2 separate regions of the Mus musculus genome follow, and region 1 is linked to region 2. A link is a contact called in public HiChIP or PLAC-seq data. All regions are on one chromosome and are shown on one strand. Each heading gives the region's core, a stretch centred on a gene start, on an enhancer-like site or on the middle of the called end of the contact. The rest is flanking DNA. Distances are from core to core; before and after follow the strand shown. Region 1 has its middle 130 kb from the start of Col3a1. Region 2 has its middle 270 kb from the start of Col3a1.

Region 1 (4,624 bases), core at 1,384-3,883, 140 kb before region 2:
TGTGATTCTCTTGTGAATGTAGACATAGGCAAGGACTAATGCTTGTGTAAAATGGGGATAATGTGTCACTTCTTTCCTCAAAAGGACATTCTAGGATGTTTGACCTTTCACAGGATCTTTCAGCTCTGGTTCCTGGTTCCAAGAGAAAACAAAGTTAAGCTTTAATAACATAAAATAAACATAAGAAAAAATCTTCCAAATGTTGACAATAATATATAACTGTGGATGAGACATGAGTCTCTTTCCATGTTAGAAAAATTGTAACTATAGAATGAAAATATTTTGTCATTGGAGACCAACGTAAAAACTAGGTTTAGAATTACTTAATTGTAAAAGTTAAACCATCTTAAATGATTCAATAAACATAGTATGCCATGGCTTACATGGAGAATTGACTATTGATATATTTCCTTCACTAAAGATGAATGATAGAACCCCCTTAGACCCTTCTTTAGTTGCTCCTGACTGTACTGGATTGTGCATAGGTCCTCACATGCCAGCCACAAGGCATATTGCATGGAATCCTCAACTGTTCTCCAGAATCTTGACTACAATTTGATTCTGCTGCTCATCAGTGTTTTATCTTGCAGCAGGAACACCCTTCCTACAGCTTAAAATTTCCATTATCCTCTGAAAAGTTTTGTAGTTCAGACTATGGGCTAGGTCTAAAATAACTTCTCAAATGGTCAAAGCTGAAGAGCTGGCAGATTTACTTCTGCTTCTGGCTAAAAACAATCTTTCTCACATTATTTCACTGTGTCTGGTTCAATCCAGGTCAGAAACCAGAAACAAAACACTTGCCAGTGTTTCTGAGCCTTTCAGATGCTTGGCTGGTGGAGAATGTATTTACTTAATACTGATACACCATCAAAAGCACTTACTTTTAGTCTGGTAGAAGCTGTAAGAGGTAGTGTGCTCAGAAGAATGACTACAATATGACAAACTAATGTCTCCCTTGTACATTTTAAGTCTTCATTTATTTTGTGGAACTCAGTATAATTCTATATTAGTATTGACAAATTATATGAAGTATTAAAACTAAATATAATAATTCAAGTTTTTGTTGTTATTGTTCAATAAACAGCTTTGTAAAGTACATGTGACTTTACTAACATGGAATTTGCCTCAGTGATGGCTGGAATTTGGTCTCCAAAAATAAGAAATACAAAGTAAAAGATGTTATGTTAAGAATTCTTACAGAAAAAATAAACTCCTCAGCCAAAATAAACTCAAAAATAATACTAGACTTTTATATAAATACATAGATAACCTGGATTATAAGAGAAAATATGAGACATGGCTTCACCTGTAAGCCTAGCTCTTTGGATGACAAAGCAGGAAAATCACTAGTACAAGAAGAACAGAGAGTACATGGTGAGACCTGTTTATAAAAGGAAAAAAAATGAAAGAAAGGTAGGGGAAATGGAAAGAAAATGGGAGGGAAGTGAAACAGAGGAAGGAAAAGTGAGAGTCAGGGAGAAAGTAAAAGAAACACAGAGCTCTGCATTCTGACTGTTGTGAGAATCTAGTCTACTTTTCCTTAAGAGGCATGGGGTGCAATGGTGCTTGCACCTACAAAACACAAGTGAAACCAGAAATGTTAAACATACAATGGTCTTTTTTCAACTGAGGAGATATAATGTCTGTTTTTCCACCCAGAAGGCAGAGAATAGATTTTGTTAACAACCTGGTGAGCTTTTTGCTATCAGTGGAAACAGACCTCACCCAAATTACCCCAAAGATTATCCCAGACTCTTCCCTCCTTAAACCACCTTGTGGAGATGCTACATGCATTTTCTAGACTACTGACCTTTATGCTATTGTTCAGAGACCACACTAGATTCTTTTAGTTATAGAACCCATCCTCATGTCTACAGGTACATTATAAAGGAGATTCTATGTAGTTATACCTTACACTTTATTGTGCATCTGAAACTAGAATGGTTGTTGCCTAGAAACCTTTTCCCAAATTGATCTGTTTCAAATATATCGACAGTGAACTATTTGGCTTTCGACTCCTCACCGTGTGATCCAGGTTTGTGAATTCAATCTATACCAGGTTTTCACTCTCATCTCCTTGGGCAGGTTTGCTTCCCTGTCTGACACATGCACAGATCCATTCAGAAAGATACTTCCTTCATGCTGTGGAACTTAACTCCCTTTTATTTGAAGTCAATGACAGTAGTTTTTGGTGATCCATATTGGTTTATTATACACAGAATGCTTCATTCACATGGATATAAGATGTGCACTATATTTTTTCAAGTGTTGCAAACCACAAAACTTCCTACCCAATTTAGAGTATACAAATACCATTTACTAGAAATGGAAGTATTTTTTTTTAATCTTAGCAAAAATTAAAAATCTAAGATAAAAGCCAGAAAAATGTGGAGTAGAGTAGTGGGACATTCAGCCAAGAGATCTGGTTCCTGAGGTTGAAAGGACCTTCCTTACTCCCTCAGCTTTTGCATAGCTCTTAGCCTCTTGCCATTGGCCCAACTGAAATGTAAGGAGGAAGAACATAAGACCATGTCTGCTTCATAATTTTGCTACAGAGACTGACTTTGCTTCTTCACTATAACACAGATGCTAAATCTCAGAGGAAAGAATAACATTCTAACACATGCCTGCACTCATAGTGGTCAGCAATGACTCATACAAGAAATCTGCAAGACATGTCCTATTTGTATGAATGCAGCCTATCATTTTGATTCTGCATTCATGACAAAGGAAAAATCACTTTGTGGATGCTCCTTGTGCTATTTGGAAACTTCAAGGGCATTATTTGATAAAGCTTAAAATGTGTACCAGTGAAGAAGTTTATTTCTTTTTACTAGTTAGGATGGCTTATAAAAATGCCCATATTTTCTTTTGCTTCATATATAGATACTAAAAGAAAATGGTTTTTCTTCTCTAAAAATATTTTGATTAATTCTTTGAGAAATCACTACAATACATTTATTTTGATCATATTTATCCCTCCTCTATCTTCCCATTTTCTCCTTGGTACACACTCCCACCTTTGTGTCTTCATTTCTTTTTAAACCTATCAAGTCCCATTTTTGTTGCCTGTATTTCTTAGGCATTTTGCCATCCACTGTAGTGTGTTAGACCTACCACAAACCACACTCTAAGAAAAGCTACTTTTTCCTCTCTCAGCAACTACCGAGTTACTACAATTACTTAGCTAGGGATCGAACTTGGTGCCTACCTTCCCTCTCCATTATGATAATATTTTGGCTTGTCCTTTCACAGGTCTTGAGCAGCCTGTTAGAATTGCTATGACTTCATATATGCAACTGTCCTATTGTCTCCCAAGAACAATTTCATTGCAAAAGCCAGTAGTCATCCTCTACCTCTGGCTCTTAAAGTCCCTCTTCTTTTCCCACAATGATCTGTGAACTTTGGGAAATTAAATGTCTCATTTAGGGCTAAACACTTCACAAGTCACTTATTTTCCTCATCTTTAACATTGTGGCTGTCTGTGGTAATTGTCATGTGCTTAAAACAAACAAATAAACAAACAAACAAACAAACAAACTTCTCTGAAGTGTTTGAATGATTCATTCATCTGTAAGTATAACAAGTTGTTAGGAGTTGCCTTAATACTATGACCTCTTGGCAAAATAATGGTAGCAGATTCTTCCTTAGGGTCTATGACCTTTGCATACAAGTTATTGTCCTCAGCAACTTTGTGAGGTATAGGCTCCACCTAGTGAAGTGAAACTTAAATTCAATCAGAAAGTAGTTGGTTACGCAATGCCATTTATGCCACTGTTGCAGTCAGGTGAGTCATAATTGTGGCTTGCAGGTTCCACAGCTGGATGAGATTGATTATTATCTTACTATTTCTAGGCTATATATATATATTGTTTATATATATAAACATCTACACTGATTTCCATAGTGGTTTCACTGGTATGCACTCATTCCCCTTCCTCTACAGTCACATCAGAATTTGTTATCACTTATGCTTTGACCTTATCTATTCTGACCAGGGTAAGTTGGTCTCAAAGTAGTTTCCATTATATTGACTGATTTAGAAACATTTTTCAGCCTTTTGTAATTTATGTTTTGATAATTCTTTATTTATATCCAACCCCATTTGGAGATGGTGGTGTTTATTTCTTGCTGTTTAGTTTTTTAAATCTGTATATATTTTAGATACTAGATATGTATCTAGGCTATCTCTTCATTTAAATGATGGTGTCCTTTTGCTGTTCAGAAGCCTTTAGTTTTATGTGTTTCTATTTGTTGATTGTCAGTCTTAAGCAATGTCATAATTGGGGGAGGTAGTTGGTGAATTTAATAACAGTGTTGTCTGATTTCCTCATTGTTTTAATTTAATTCACATATGTCTGACTAACTGAAACATAGCTATTTTAAGCAACACTAAAGGAATTTATGTTGATAATCCATAAGGATTTAACTAGCTCCAAGTGGATCACCATTGCCTATATTTCGTTTTACTTGTCTGCCACCATTTTTTCATTGTTATATTGTGCCAAATGCATTGAGGCAGTAGCATCTTTAGATCACATCTCTTGACTGATTGTGTACATAAACATTACTATCTCCTAACAAGTGATAAAGTGGCATTGGATCTAGTCAATAGCTACAATTA
Region 2 (4,576 bases), core at 1,820-4,319:
TGCCCAAACTACAGGACACTATCAAGAGAAGGTCCTCTTGTGACTGTGTTGCGAATGCTCCTGCCTAAGTTACATGGAAAAACCATTATCATGGTGAGAAAGGATCAAGATGAAAGATCCAAATTTCTAACAAATTTATCTTAGATGTGGTATATATTTTAAGCAGAAGCTTAACAGGAATTAACAAGTGAGGGTAGACTGTTTTAAAACTACATTCAGGGTCTGGACATTTAATTCAGAGTTAAGAGCATATACTACTTTTGTAGATGACAAAGAGTTTTGTTGCCTGCACTCAAATCCAGCAGCTCATAGCCACCTGTCACTCCAGCTCCAGGAAACTGAATGCCCTCATCTGGATTACAGGCTGCCTGCATTCACATGCACATAGCATAGTTACTTTTTAAAAAAAACCTTTTAAAATGACATATAATTGTAAGTATGGTATTAAAAGTTATTAAAATGCATTTTCTTATGTCAAATATTTGTTTATATTTGATTATTATATAGATTTCTTCAAATCAGTATATAAAATATTAAATTATGATAAATGTGATGAATCAATTATATTTGGTTTTGGTATATATGTGTGGGCATTGTATAAATGCATCTATTTTTAAGTATATAAAATATACGTAATATATAAATTCATAAATTTAAACTGTCTTAAATGTCTCATGTCTCAATTGCTAGGCCTTTTTGCAGTTTTGGAATTTTCCCTCAGCATTTCAATTTCATCTGGATTTTTATTAAATTATTTATTTATTTTACATCCCAATCTAAGCTTCTCCTCTATCATTTTCTCCTAGTCCCTCCCTGTCACCCATTCTCCCTATCTTGCTCCTCACAGAAGGCAAGGCCTTCCATGGATACCAACCCACCTTGGCATACCAAGTTGCAGTAGGACTAGATGTATCTTTTCCTATTGAGCTTACACAAGGCAGCTCAGTCAGGAAAAAAAGGGGAACAAAGACAGGCAACAGAGTTAGAAACAGCCCTGATCCGGTTTTGAAGCATCTGACATAAAGACTGAGCTATAGCCAGTCGTGGTGGCGCACGCCTTTAATCCCAGCACTTGGGAGGCAGAGGCAGGCAGATTTCTGAATTCGAGGCCAGTCTGGTCTACAGAGTGAGTTCCAGGACAGCCAGGGCTACACAGGGAAATCCTGTCTTGAAAAACAAAAGCCAAAACAAAACAAACAAAAAGACTGAGCTGTACATCTGTTACATCTGTATAGAGGTTCCTAAGTCTGCCCCATGCATGTTCTTTCATTGGTGTTTCAGTCTCTGTGATCACTTAAGATGTAGAACTTTCAGCTCCTCCTTCACCATGCCTGCCTAGATGTTTCCATATTCTTGCCCTGATCATAATGAACCAAACCTCTGAACCTGTAAGCCAGCCCCAATTAAATGTAGTCTTGGTGTCTGTTCACAACAGTACAACTTTAACTAAAACACTAGGTTTATGACTGCAAGTATAGGAGAACATCATTAATAGTGTCAGAAATAGGGGACTCTTTCTCTCTCCTGACATGGCTCTCAAGTTGGGCCAGTCATTGTTTGGCCATTTCTTCAATTTCTGCTCTATCTTTACCCCTGCACATCTTACTATCAGGACAAATTGTGACTCAAAGGTTTTGTGGGTAGGGTAGTACCCCATTCAATTGGAAGTGTTGCCTGATTACAGGAGGTATCTGGTTTAGGTTCTATATTCCATACTGTTAGAAGTTTTAGGTAGGTTCACACTCATTCATTCATCCTTTGTCCTAGATTTCTAGTTTATCCCAGAGATGCTCCCCCATCCAAGTTCTCTCTCACAAATATTTAATACTCTTAGTCATTAGGGAAATACAAAGCAAAACGACTCTAAAATTCCATCTCACACTAGTCAGAATGGCTAAGATAAAAACAAACAAACAAACAAACAAACAAACAAACAGACGAACACCCTCAAGTGACAGCTCATGCTGGCAAGGATGTGGAGCAAGAGGAACAGTCCTCTACTGTTGGTGGGAGTATAAACTTGTACAACTCCTTTGGAAATCAATCTGGTGGTTTCTCAGAAAATTGGGAATAGATCTACCTCAAAACCCAGTTATACTACTCCTGGGTATATACACAAATGATGCTTGACCATTCCACAAGGAAACTTACTTAAGTATTTTTCTTTTTTTTAATTAGGTATTTTCCTCACTTACATTTCCAATGCTATCCCAAAAGTCCCCCATACCCTCCCCCACTTAACTATTTTTCATAACAGCTTTACTCGTAATAGACAGAAACTGGAAAGAACTTCGATGTCCCTCAGTTGAAGAATAGATAAAGAAAACAGTACATTTATTTACACACTGCAACAATACATGACTATTATAAAGAAGAACATCATGAAATTTGCAGGGAAATGGGTGGAACTAAAAAATATTACCCCAATTCCCAACTGAGGTAAACGAGATTCAGAGAGAAACAGATAGTATGTACCCAGTTATAAGTGAATATTACTAAAAAAGTACAGGATAACCATGCTACAATCTATAGTCACAAAGCTAAGTAACAAGGAGGACCTAAGGGATGATGATTGAACCTCACTGAGAAGGAGAAATAATCTAGACATCAGGGGTAGATGAAGGGAGGGAACTGAGTGTGAGAGGGAGTTGGGATGAGAACAGGAGAGATCCAGTAGAGAGGACACAGGGAGAGAGAACTGATCTGGATTTTATTATGAGAAAATTTTTTCCTGAATTTTTTTTAGCCTGCCCCATGTGATTAATGGGGTTCCTTTTATTTATGATGTCACAGCAGTCTCAAATTCAGAGACATAGCACATATTGCAGACTTCTGCTTTTCTACTTAGCTAAAGCCAAACTACACTAGGTAGGATTTAAACACAGTTAAGGAGAGCATTCCTATTAGGTCAGAAAGCAGGAAGAGGAGGCTTAGTGTGGAATCCAGCAGTTGGAGCAATAAAGCTCCAAGGAAGGTTTTGTGATTTCTGCACACTTAGGCCCAAGTAGGTCTGACAAAAAGCCACAGAGCACACATTTCCTGTTTAAGTCAGTGCTGGATCCAGCCCCAGAAACTCAATATTGCATTGACTGTTTCCAGACTTTGGCCAGGACCAAACCTCATTTCACCACTCCTAGTCCTATTTCTGAACTTTAAAATGCTAGAGAAGTCGGGTTGATGGATTAATTTAAAGTTTACTGCTGAGAAATGCAAGGATTCTCTCACACATGCTCATGGTCTAAACGTAGAAAGATTGAGATTTCTGACATATGTGTTGTTACCTGCTTTTGCAGAAAACATTAGTTAAACACGAGGTGTATCTCTGAGAAACATGTTATTTTTAACATCTTTATAAGAAAATTCAAGCCAAATTGGAACTCAGTCATCGGGATCCAGGAAAGACATTATAATATTTAAGAAACACCTCCACAGAAAATATGACTCAACACAATTTTAGAAAAACATGGTGGTCACTTACTGGCTGTGGTGTAGATGATCTCAAAGTCAATTTAATGACTTTAAAGAAACAAGTCATAAAATAAGTAAGAGTTGCTTAGTTAAGATGACCACAGTTAGTCATCAGTGCTTTCTGACCTCTGACATATTGATGTGATTTTAAATTGTCTAGTAACAGCTGTATTTCTTTATCCATATGGTTTCAGGCCTTTATCATGAAAGAAATTCATCTGTAAAAATATTTAACTCCATGTCTTTGGGTTTACATTGTTGTAATATTAACCATGACACTAGTCAACATGAGGGGTAGTGGGTTTATTTCAGCTTACAACTCTCAGTTCACAGCCTTCATATCAAGGAATGAGGTCAGGGCTAGAACTCAAGACAGGAACCTGGAGGCAAAAAACAAAAACAAAAACAAAAAAACCAGAAGCCATGGTGGAGAATGGCTTAGTAACTCCCCCCACTCTACCTTATTGTACTTTCTTCTAGCATCCCAGGATCACCCGGGTATGGCATAGCTCAAACTGGGCTTATCCTCACCACATCAGTCTGTAGTTTAAAAATAAAACAATCAATATTAGTTAACAATAAACTTTCCTTTTTGCTCATTCTTTATTAATATCACAATATAGATATTATAACATAAAAGTATCACAGTCCTTCAATTTCAATTCTTTAAAAATCCAGTCTCTTTTAAAAGATCCAAAGTTCATACCAAACATTGGATGGAACTTGTAGACAATTACAGAAGAGTTGGGGGAAGGACTGAGAACTCCAGAAGGTAGAGGAACCCCACAGGAAGACTAACAGAGTCAATTAACCTGGATCCCTGAGGAATCTCAGAGACTGAACCATCAAACAAAGAGTATACATGGGCTGGACCTAGTCACCCAACCCCACATTTGTAGCAGATGTGTAGTTTGGTCATCATGTTATTGCCCAACAACTGGAGCTGGAACTGTTCCTAAAGCTTTTGCCTGTCTGTGTGGATCTCATTCACTTAACTGGCCTGCCCTATGTGGTCTCAATAGGAGAGAATAACCTTGTCCTGCTGAGACATGAGGTGGAAGGGTGGGGGCATACTGAAGGGTAGCATTCAGTGAAGACAGAGAGGGAG

The links. HiChIP or PLAC-seq counts read pairs in DNA pulled down with a chosen protein or histone mark.
Region 1: a CTCF HiChIP or PLAC-seq map of the NIH/3T3 cell line shows a contact between it and region 2, with 8 read pairs. The contact joins two enhancer-like sites. A contact is called at or near these places in 1 of 15 datasets of contacts at CTCF or cohesin (the NIH/3T3 cell line) and 3 of 484 Hi-C or Micro-C datasets (nephron progenitors and uterus).

What each region holds. Positions count from the first base shown.
Region 1 is chr1:45,180,975-45,185,598 of GRCm38.p6, reverse strand. No RefSeq gene overlaps it. Among named protein-coding and RNA genes, the nearest start is that of Col3a1, 130 kb to the left of the region's middle. Within about 2 kb of position 2,633, at least 6 of the 459 cell types and tissues checked have an H3K27ac peak or open chromatin away from gene starts, as enhancers often do. A contact at or near this core is called in the NIH/3T3 cell line, where this site is marked.
Region 2 is chr1:45,041,839-45,046,414 of GRCm38.p6, reverse strand. No RefSeq gene overlaps it. Among named protein-coding and RNA genes, the nearest start is that of Col3a1, 270 kb to the left of the region's middle. Within about 2 kb of position 3,069, at least 48 of the 459 cell types and tissues checked have an H3K27ac peak or open chromatin away from gene starts, as enhancers often do. A contact at or near this core is called in the NIH/3T3 cell line, where this site is marked.